Linked DNA regions of Sus scrofa: all the other regions are linked to region 2. Evidence: chromatin contacts called from public Hi-C and HiChIP or PLAC-seq data. All regions are on one chromosome and are shown on one strand. The core of a region is the stretch at or near the end of the contact, and the rest is flanking DNA. Distances in the headings are between cores, read along the strand shown. Region 1 overlaps WDR17 (WD repeat-containing protein 17). Region 2 overlaps ASB5 (ankyrin repeat and SOCS box protein 5). Region 3 holds the start of SPCS3 (signal peptidase complex subunit 3).

Evidence for each region. Hi-C and Micro-C count contacts between places; a contact is called where the count stands out from the background. HiChIP or PLAC-seq counts read pairs in DNA pulled down with a chosen protein or histone mark.
Region 1: a contact with region 2 is called in an H3K27ac HiChIP or PLAC-seq map of skeletal muscle, with 2.3 times the contacts expected there. The contact joins two enhancer-like sites. A contact is called at or near these places in 1 of 5 promoter capture datasets (liver), 8 of 47 Hi-C or Micro-C datasets (embryonic fibroblasts, fetal heart ventricle, heart right ventricle and 5 more) and 1 of 2 datasets of contacts at active chromatin or transcription factors (skeletal muscle).
Region 3: a contact with region 2 is called in a Hi-C map of skeletal muscle, with 3 times the contacts expected there. The contact joins the promoter of SPCS3 here to the enhancer-like site in region 2. A contact is called at or near these places in 2 of 5 promoter capture datasets (fetal liver and liver), 8 of 47 Hi-C or Micro-C datasets (embryonic fibroblasts, fetal heart ventricle, fetal skeletal muscle and 3 more) and 1 of 2 datasets of contacts at active chromatin or transcription factors (skeletal muscle).

Annotation. Positions count from the first base shown.
Region 1 is chr15:38,667,640-38,670,339 of Sscrofa11.1, forward strand. WDR17 (WD repeat-containing protein 17) reads left to right here. Exons shown (of 31, transcript XM_021075880.1): 16 at 593-742; 17 at 831-961; 18 at 1,226-1,351; 19 at 2,357-2,512. Among named protein-coding and RNA genes, the nearest start is that of SPATA4, 37 kb to the right of the region's middle. Within about 2 kb of position 1,257, at least 17 of the 83 cell types and tissues checked have an H3K27ac peak or open chromatin away from gene starts, as enhancers often do. A contact at or near this core is called in liver and skeletal muscle, where this site is marked.
Region 2 is chr15:38,730,925-38,733,686 of Sscrofa11.1, forward strand. The region is part of intron 2 of ASB5 (ankyrin repeat and SOCS box protein 5); the gene reads right to left. Among named protein-coding and RNA genes, the nearest start is that of SPATA4, 27 kb to the left of the region's middle. Within about 2 kb of position 1,482, at least 11 of the 83 cell types and tissues checked have an H3K27ac peak or open chromatin away from gene starts, as enhancers often do. A contact at or near this core is called in fetal skeletal muscle, liver and skeletal muscle, where this site is marked.
Region 3 is chr15:38,789,261-38,791,960 of Sscrofa11.1, forward strand. SPCS3 (signal peptidase complex subunit 3) reads left to right here and starts at 1,345. Exons shown (of 5, transcript XM_003133320.4): 1 at 1,345-1,657. The coding sequence starts at 1,515.

The DNA of each region.
Region 1 (2,700 bases), core at 7-2,506, 64 kb before region 2:
CTTTTTTGGGCATTCAAAAATGAAAGGTCCTCAAGTCTTTATCTTGTGAGAATAATGCCCATTCATCTTTCTATTAACCCACAGATTACTGAGTATTCCATTAGTATTACAGTCTGGTGCTGGTAAACCAAATGAAATTTAGTTTCCACATTTTCATCCAGGACCATCTGCTTTCTAATAATCATTAGACCTTGTATTCATATCTACCGAATATGGTAAAAAAAAAATTTTTTTACATTCTTGTATTATTTTCAGACAAGATAAAAATGTTATTGGAGTTCCCGCAGTGGCACATGGGGATCCGCCGCATCTTGGGATCGCTGGGACCCGGGTCTGATCCCCAGGCCCGGCACAGTGGGTTAAAGATCTGGTGTTGTGGCAGATTCGGGGCTCGGATCTGAAGCCTTGCCCAGGAGGTCCATATATATGACTTGAGGTGGCCAAAAATGAAAAAAAAAAAAAAAAAAAGTGTTATTTAAAACATTTCTTCATAACTTCAATAATAAAGTTATGTGGAAATGTTACGAGGTGATATAAATAAAAACTATGTTTCAGTGCTTACTTGAGTAAATGGCTCTATTTCTTCCATCAGGTTTAACGTGCCATCCAAGCCGCCCCTTCACTATGGCCTCTTGCTCCCGTGACTCTACAGTGAGACTCTGGTCATTAACACCTCTAATCACCCCTTTACAAATAAATATTCTGGCCGACAGATCTTGGGAAGAAATTATCGGGAACACGGGTACTGAAACTCTTGCATGTATTAGATTTTCTGTATAAATGCTATTTTGTAAGCTCTCTTTTGTTGCTGAGTTCCGTCTCTCCTCCAGATGGCGCTATAGAACACGGCACGCCTCCCCTGCTGTGTGGCAAAGTGTCAAGAGATATTAAACAGGAAGTAGAGAAACTGACGGGTAATCCTCGCATGAAAAAACTAAGATGGTTTTCAGAATTCTTATCAGTAAGTATTATAAGGAACCAAATGGAAAAATTTCCCCTTCAGCCGAAGCGAATTATTACAACTTTTTGTCATTATCACACATTTACATGTGTCATCCCACTGAAAGAAAGCAAATGGAACCCAGAAGCAAAAAAAGATAAAGTATAGTTCTTAGTTTGTTAATTTATGGATTTAGATGTGACTGCATTATGTTTTTGAAGACGCAAAATGCTGTGGGGTTTTAATTCCTTATTGTATCTTTGCATGTTCTGTATCAATGTTTAGCCTCCAGGGGGCAGTGACAATTTGTGGAACTTAGTTGCTGTGATCACAGGGCAAGATGACAGCTTACTTCCTCAGAACTACTCTAAAGGAATAATGCATTTGAAACATCTCGTTAAATTCAGAACAGTAAGTATAGTATGCAAATGTGATGTACTCAAGTATTTTTTTTGCCATTTCACTATTAAAATATGAAAATGATTTTTAAAATAAATAATTAGAGTTAGTAGACTGAAATAAGTGAATATTGAGGAGATCAATCTTGAGTGATCATGACAGTACAAATTATTTGGAAACAGACTGAGGCAGCCATGGTTTTCATAGCTTGAATCTCATGAAATTTTCTAAAACACTTGAAATACTTTGCTTTACACTGTTAGCAGATGATTGTACGTATGGACTAATCTGATTTTTGCCCCATAGATCTACTAGGATTTATTTTGGGATATATTTTTATTAAAACCGATTATATTCCAGCTCTTAAGAGTTTGAATTTCAATACAAAACTATTACTTAGTTACCTTATGCATGAAGTGATATGCAATACTGCAATGCCAGCAACAAACCAGTTCTGGAACGGGAAAGAAGAAAAGGCTTTTTTTTTTTTTTTTTCTTTTCAGTAAAATGCCAGTGGGTAATTAGTTGTTGGGTCATGGAGAGAATTGTGCCAGGGATGTGGATCTGATGCTGATAAGAAACAGTTATTTTCATTAAGTACTTTGATCACAAACTAAACATGTAATAACTGTAATGGTTATCTGCTGAACGAATAGAAGCCAATTAGAGTGAGCCAGTAACTTTTAATTTTTATTAAAAGCCTTTATATATTTTTTCACGAGTTATATATCACTTTATCACTCACTACCTTTTGGCCTCTGGACTTCTGGTGAGTTTTAAGAAAAATGAAATTTAGCTTCTTCCCACCCACACCAGACACATCTAGGCTCTTCTCTCCACCACTCCAAAATATTGTGTTTAAAGAGGCACTGTATTTTATAGAGAAAAAGCATTGGTTTAAAAAAATATTCAATTTACAGTGCTCTGTGCTTATAAAATATGTGTCTGTATGGTGCTTTTATAATCACCAGCTATTGTACAATAAAATTTAGAAAATTTCATTTTCTTTTTAACCAGTCTGAAGCACAAGAACTAACCACAGTCAAGATGTCTAAATTTGGTGGTGGCATTGGTGTCCCTACTAAAGAGGAAAGACTGAAGGAAGCTGCCGAAATATACTTGAGATTAGGACAGATTCAGAGATATTGTGAACTGATGGTTGAACTTGGAGAGGTAATGGGCTATTAGAGCAAAATTCATGAATTTAACACAGTATTCTAAGTCTTAGTTACATATGAAATATCAAGCCCATCTTTTTCCAGTTCTGGTTGGTTCTCCACCAATCTGATATCATATGTATGCCTCAGAACAGTGTTTATCGAAGTGAGATCCCCCAGATCACAGCATCAGCAAAGCCCAGG
Region 2 (2,762 bases), core at 232-2,731:
TTTTATGGCTTATTCTCGACTTCCCCTGGGGTCTATCATCAGTGAAGATGGGTGAGACTCATCCAGGTGAGTTAATTTACTTATTTTTAATTTTTTTGCCACCTCATCCAATTGCGTCACATTGCTCATAACACCTAGTCAAGTGCATACTTAGGTGACTGACTCTTCATGGAGGAAATGGCAGAATGAGTTTCATTCTACAGTAATTACATGTTTTCATCCCGGACTTTAAAGACCCCCCAAGAATGATGAGACTGGTAATTACTGCTTCCTTTCGGCTAGCACAGCACTCAGAACATAGTAAGCACTCAATGAACACTTGCTGAATTGTTTAACTGTCTTCTTTGTAGTCTGTGCTAGTCAGTTCTCAATCTCTCCTGATAATAGTATTGTTAGAAAATAATTAAAAGCAAATGTATGTCAGGTTCTGGGTGGGGCGAAGAATCAAGTTGCTCTCAGCCTTTGAACAAAATACTAGTATTTTATTCTATTTTAAAACAATCTTTGCATGTTTTAAAGACTTATAATAATTCCTAAGAAATATTCATCAGACCCAAACCATTACACAGTAAATCCAATTCTTACACTTTAGGAGGAGTAAGAGGTCAGTTTTCTCCCTAAATCTGCATTTCTAATCTTTAAGTCTACTATCGACCATATTGATGTTCTACTAAAATTTATACTCAGTAATTCTGTTTTAAAACAGAATTTCCTTAGGCAGCTCCTTTTTCGTGCTAGAACATCACCAGAATGAGTACCTAGCTCATTCTCCTCTAGAGCTTCCATGTTTTTCTATGATTGAAATTAAGAACTTTGCGCTGGAGCCCTTTAGGGAAGGGATTCTATTATTCATTGTCTTGCACACATCAGCTTCCTACTTTATGGTTCAACTTACATGATTCAAACTTTTCACATTTAACTGCTTGAAAACAGTCTTTTCCTGCTTAAGCTTTCCTTGTTCCTGCACCAACTTAGAACCACCTGCTGAACCGGAAAGGTAAGCAAGCCGGAGACCACAAGTTTACCCAGGTGTTTACCACACAGTCATAAGAATGAGCGCACAGGTGCACTTTACACATGCTGGAAAGTGAAGGTACAGTGCTGCCCTTTGCCATGCTCTCCATTTCCATGTCAGAGTCTGCATTCTGGAAAGCACCCATCGGTTCAAGTTAGTATTTGCAAAAACAGGTCAATATTGTTTATTTCAGGACACCAACAGATTTGCAATGGCTGCTCTACTAACCTTGACTGGTCAGAATACCCCAGCTAGCTTTTCGCTTAGAAGAACATTCTTCTATACTCGCTAGCCTTCTTTTCGGGAGGATCTGCTTAATGCAGCTCCCTTCAACAGCAAGGTCTGCAGGCATAGTGTGGGTGACGTTTCTGCCCGGACAACCAGGGGTCCTAGGACAAGTGCTCCAGCCAGAAGAAGCGTCAGCAGCTGGATTTCTAACTACTCTTTTCCTTCCCTTCCGACTTTCACAGAGATTCTTGTACGCTACGTGGAGAAGAGCCTCCACATTGAGCTCTACACAGGGTGGGTAGGGGTGGGGGCTGGGCCAGAAAGGCAGTAGTTTTCTATTTTTAAAGTGGAGACTCAGCAACTGCCAGAAGTCTTTAACTGTTTGCGTGATTCAGAAAGTAAAAATGTGTCAAGTCGCCTTTCCTAGAGGGAAAACTGAGTAGAAATGAGCCCTGTCTTTAAAACATGAAAGCCTGCTTGAAACAGCTAGAAATCTATCCAAAATAAAACTGCATGTTAATGATAGGAAGACGACAGTGCAGCCAGAACACTCAGTGGTGACCAGGGACCTGTTAGCCTGTCTCTTCCATCCTGAGGAATAAATAGTGGATATGCCTTAGGGTCAGTCAGCTGGTAGCTAGCTCATGTTTTCACCTTGTAAAGATCTAAGTTTAGAAATGGCTTCCGTACAAAACCACAGTCCTCTGATTTATATAGGTGTCACTTCCTATTGTGATTTTTCTGGAGGTCATTTCTGGACCAAAAGACGTCAACTGTCAATTTAAGGACAGCTGAGATTTTTCACCCTAAAAGGCAGAGGAAAGTGTAGCTGGAGAGAAGAGAGGAAAAACCGAACATGTGCCTGGTATTTTTTGTTGGCAGGTAAAGCTGAGCAGGGTTTACATGGTCCATTACTGAGTCAAGAGCAGTGGCTGAGCCATGATAGGGCGCCAAGGATTAACTGAGCTGGTGATCCTGTTACACGGTATTAACCTATTGAGATGGGTCTGGATGAAGAATGGTCACTGATTCTATTATTGATATTTTTAATCACTATTAGGCTCTACCGTTTGCTGGTGTACACAGAAAAAAAATTATTGGCGGTATTGTCTTCCTATAATGAGCTGGGTAAAAACAAAAACATCTCACGAGTAAATTTTTCATGCATGGCTGTGTTAATATCCGCAGCCATATTACATTGCCAATATTTACTTCAAAGTTATCACGAAGAAATACCAAAAATATCTTTTTCTTATTTTGGATTAATTTCTAATCCCAGAAACTATATGACCTGGGGCAAATAGCCTACTGATACCTCAGTTTCCTTTCCTGTAAAATGAGGAGCTTGGAGAAGACGGCTCTTTTCTGACTCTAACATTCTTTGTTTGGGAGTATGGTACTAACACATACAGAGCAAGGAGTTGTGAGCTTGGGGCACTGCCACAAATCAGGCCAGACATTCCCAATAAAACTAGAGGCTATTTTTATGGGGGGCACACTCCTAGGTGGTATGAAAACC
Region 3 (2,700 bases), core at 95-2,594, 58 kb after region 2:
TTACAACTTCCTCTGTGTTTCAGATTTCTCTGTTTTTATTTCATTGACTCTACTGGATTATAAAATTCAGGAGGGTAGAATCAATTAGTACACATCTCTGTTATCATGTGTAACACAGTAGGCATTCAATAAATTGTGGCTTTACTGAATAAACTGTGGCTGCCTGGAAGACAAAAATTTACAGTTTAACTCAACTAAGGATCTCTCCTTAGTTCATAGTTCGTTAGTTTTGCATTATTTGGCTCTACTCCAATTTAGCAGGGACCTTGTCTTATCAGGGCTGCACTCTCAAAGCCTAGAACTGAACCTGGCATAGCTGGCCCTTAGTAACAAACAACCCTAACTGTACACTATATGAAAACTGAGTGATTAACGAATAATGCAAAGAAGCCAGGGCTCAACAATAGACAAGATAAACCAGCATAAGGCTCAGATCATCATTTTCTGGTTTGCCCATCTTATACTAAGCTAGGTGTTCTTAGACTCTTTTGGTTTATGGATACAAAATTACAAATTTTTTTTCAGGGAATTACTGGGTCCTCTGAATCCCATTTTTATAATCACAAAAAAAAAATGTAGCTGCCAGAGGAACAAAGGTGTTGAGAGACCGTTAAGGTCAGGGATTGGCATAGTCTGAACCTTACAGCCTCTGAGGGCCACTGTGTATTGATGGATTTAAATTATAAATGTATATTTTTTATATTTTCTTTCTTTATATATGATACATATGAAATATTTTAAGTAAAAATTTAAATTATACCATGTGTGGCACAGCAATTTCACAACCATCACCTCCTTTGATCCTAAGAACCCAGCGAGGTCATTCTTTTGGTTATAGGATCCACCTTGTTAACATGCAACAATTTAAAACTGGTAGCGGCACCCTTATAGTCTAAAACAGCTTTAGCTGCCATAGGAAGGCAAAGCATGAATAGGAGCTGGTCTGAGGTTGGGCGTGGAAAGTAAAGGCCCTCTAAGCCCTCCCAAAAGCTGAAGTTCTAACTCCAGGTGTGACAAAAGACCAGGGGTTTTGGAGAGTGCTGCTTCCAAACGCGATACGTCGGGACACACAGCAAACTACCTTGCTTAGCTGAGGGTTTTAGGTGCAAATCGACGGCACCTAAGCACCCAAGAGGCCACAGACGCAGACCGCTTGAAAAAGGCCTGAGAAAGAAGGTTGACGGGCTTGGAGGCCAGAGGAGAACCGAGAAGGTGGCCCTTCCGCGGCAAAGCCCAGCACCTCCCCTGCTCGTCGCTGATTGGTGGAGGCGCCAAGGAGGGGCGGGCTTGCTTGAGGCTCAGTCTCGCGGGTTCGGCTCGTCCCGCCCGCTGGTGGGTGTGTCTGGGAGGCGGGGGCGCGCTCGCACGCGTCGCGGGACCGGAAAGGAGGCGGGGCCGCGACGGCGCGCCCCCGGAACGCGCGGCGCAGGCGGCGCGGATCGCTGGGAGCCGGTCCGCGGCCGGAACGGGGTCCCGGGTGTGCGTGTGGAGCGGGGCTCGGGGCGTCCGCCGCGATGAACACGGTGCTGTCGCGGGCGAACTCGTTGTTCGCCTTCTCGCTGAGCGTGATGGCGGCGCTCACTTTCGGCTGTTTCATCACCACCGCCTTCAAAGACCGGAGCGTCCCGGTGCGGCTGCACGTCTCTCGGATCATGCTGTGAGTGCGGCCGAGGCCGGGCGGCGGGCGGGCGCCGAGACCGGGCGGCCGCGCGGGGCGACGAGCCGGGCGTCTGCGCTTCCCCGGGGCCCCTCCCGAGCGACCCTCGCTCCCCAGTGTCCAGCCGGGCGGAACCCGCAGCTCCCCGGTCCCCCCTCGGCGCCCACCCTCCGCCTCATCTTCCCGGGCTTGCTCTTAAATTTTAATTTTGAGCGTTACTCCGGCCGGTGCCTCTGCGTCCTTCCTGTTCCTCACTTCCCTCTGCCCGCGCGGGCCAATGAGGGAGCAACACAACAGCAAAACGGGCGCCGCTCCCCGCCTCCCGCCTCCGGCCCTGCGCCGGAGTCCAGTAGCAGCCACCCCCGGGCTGCCCACAGCCCGACCCGATCCGAGCCCGGCCCGCAGCCCCTCCCCAGGGCCTTTCCTCGCAGCACCGACTCGCTGCGGCTGCCAAGTTGGCGGCCGAGGTTGGGATGCCCGGAGAGGACTGGGCATCCCAGTGCCCTGATAAGACGTGTTTTCAGTTTTATTTTTGAAGGGCCGGTTGCTTTAGTACATCTGGGAGAATGTCCCAAGTCGAATTTTGAAATGACATTGTCCTTTCGCTAATGCCTATTTTTTTTCCTTTCTAATTTTTATTCTCTAGCACTTTTTTCTTCGATTCTAGCTATTTCCGCCCCCCATCCCCGCTCTCTTGTCTGGCTTCTGTATGCCTTCTTCCATGTGCGCTCTCCTTCAACCTTAGTTTTATTTCTAAGTCAGAATTGTCAACCAGCCAGTTATCTCAGAGCTGTCCCCTACTCTACCCTTTCCTATATTGATGTTTGTTAGTTACTATTTTTTTTTAGATTGAAATAGACCCAGGCTGGCAATCACGGCTGTTCCTTGCTCTGGGAGGGATCAGCAGAGCTTGGCGCATTGTGAACACGGAACAGCTGTTAGCTACTGAGAATCTTGAGCAAGTTTCTTACCGTTCTGGGCCTTCGTTTCCTTTTGTCTAACTCGTGGGCATGTTGTGAGGATTGAGATAATTGTGAAAAATA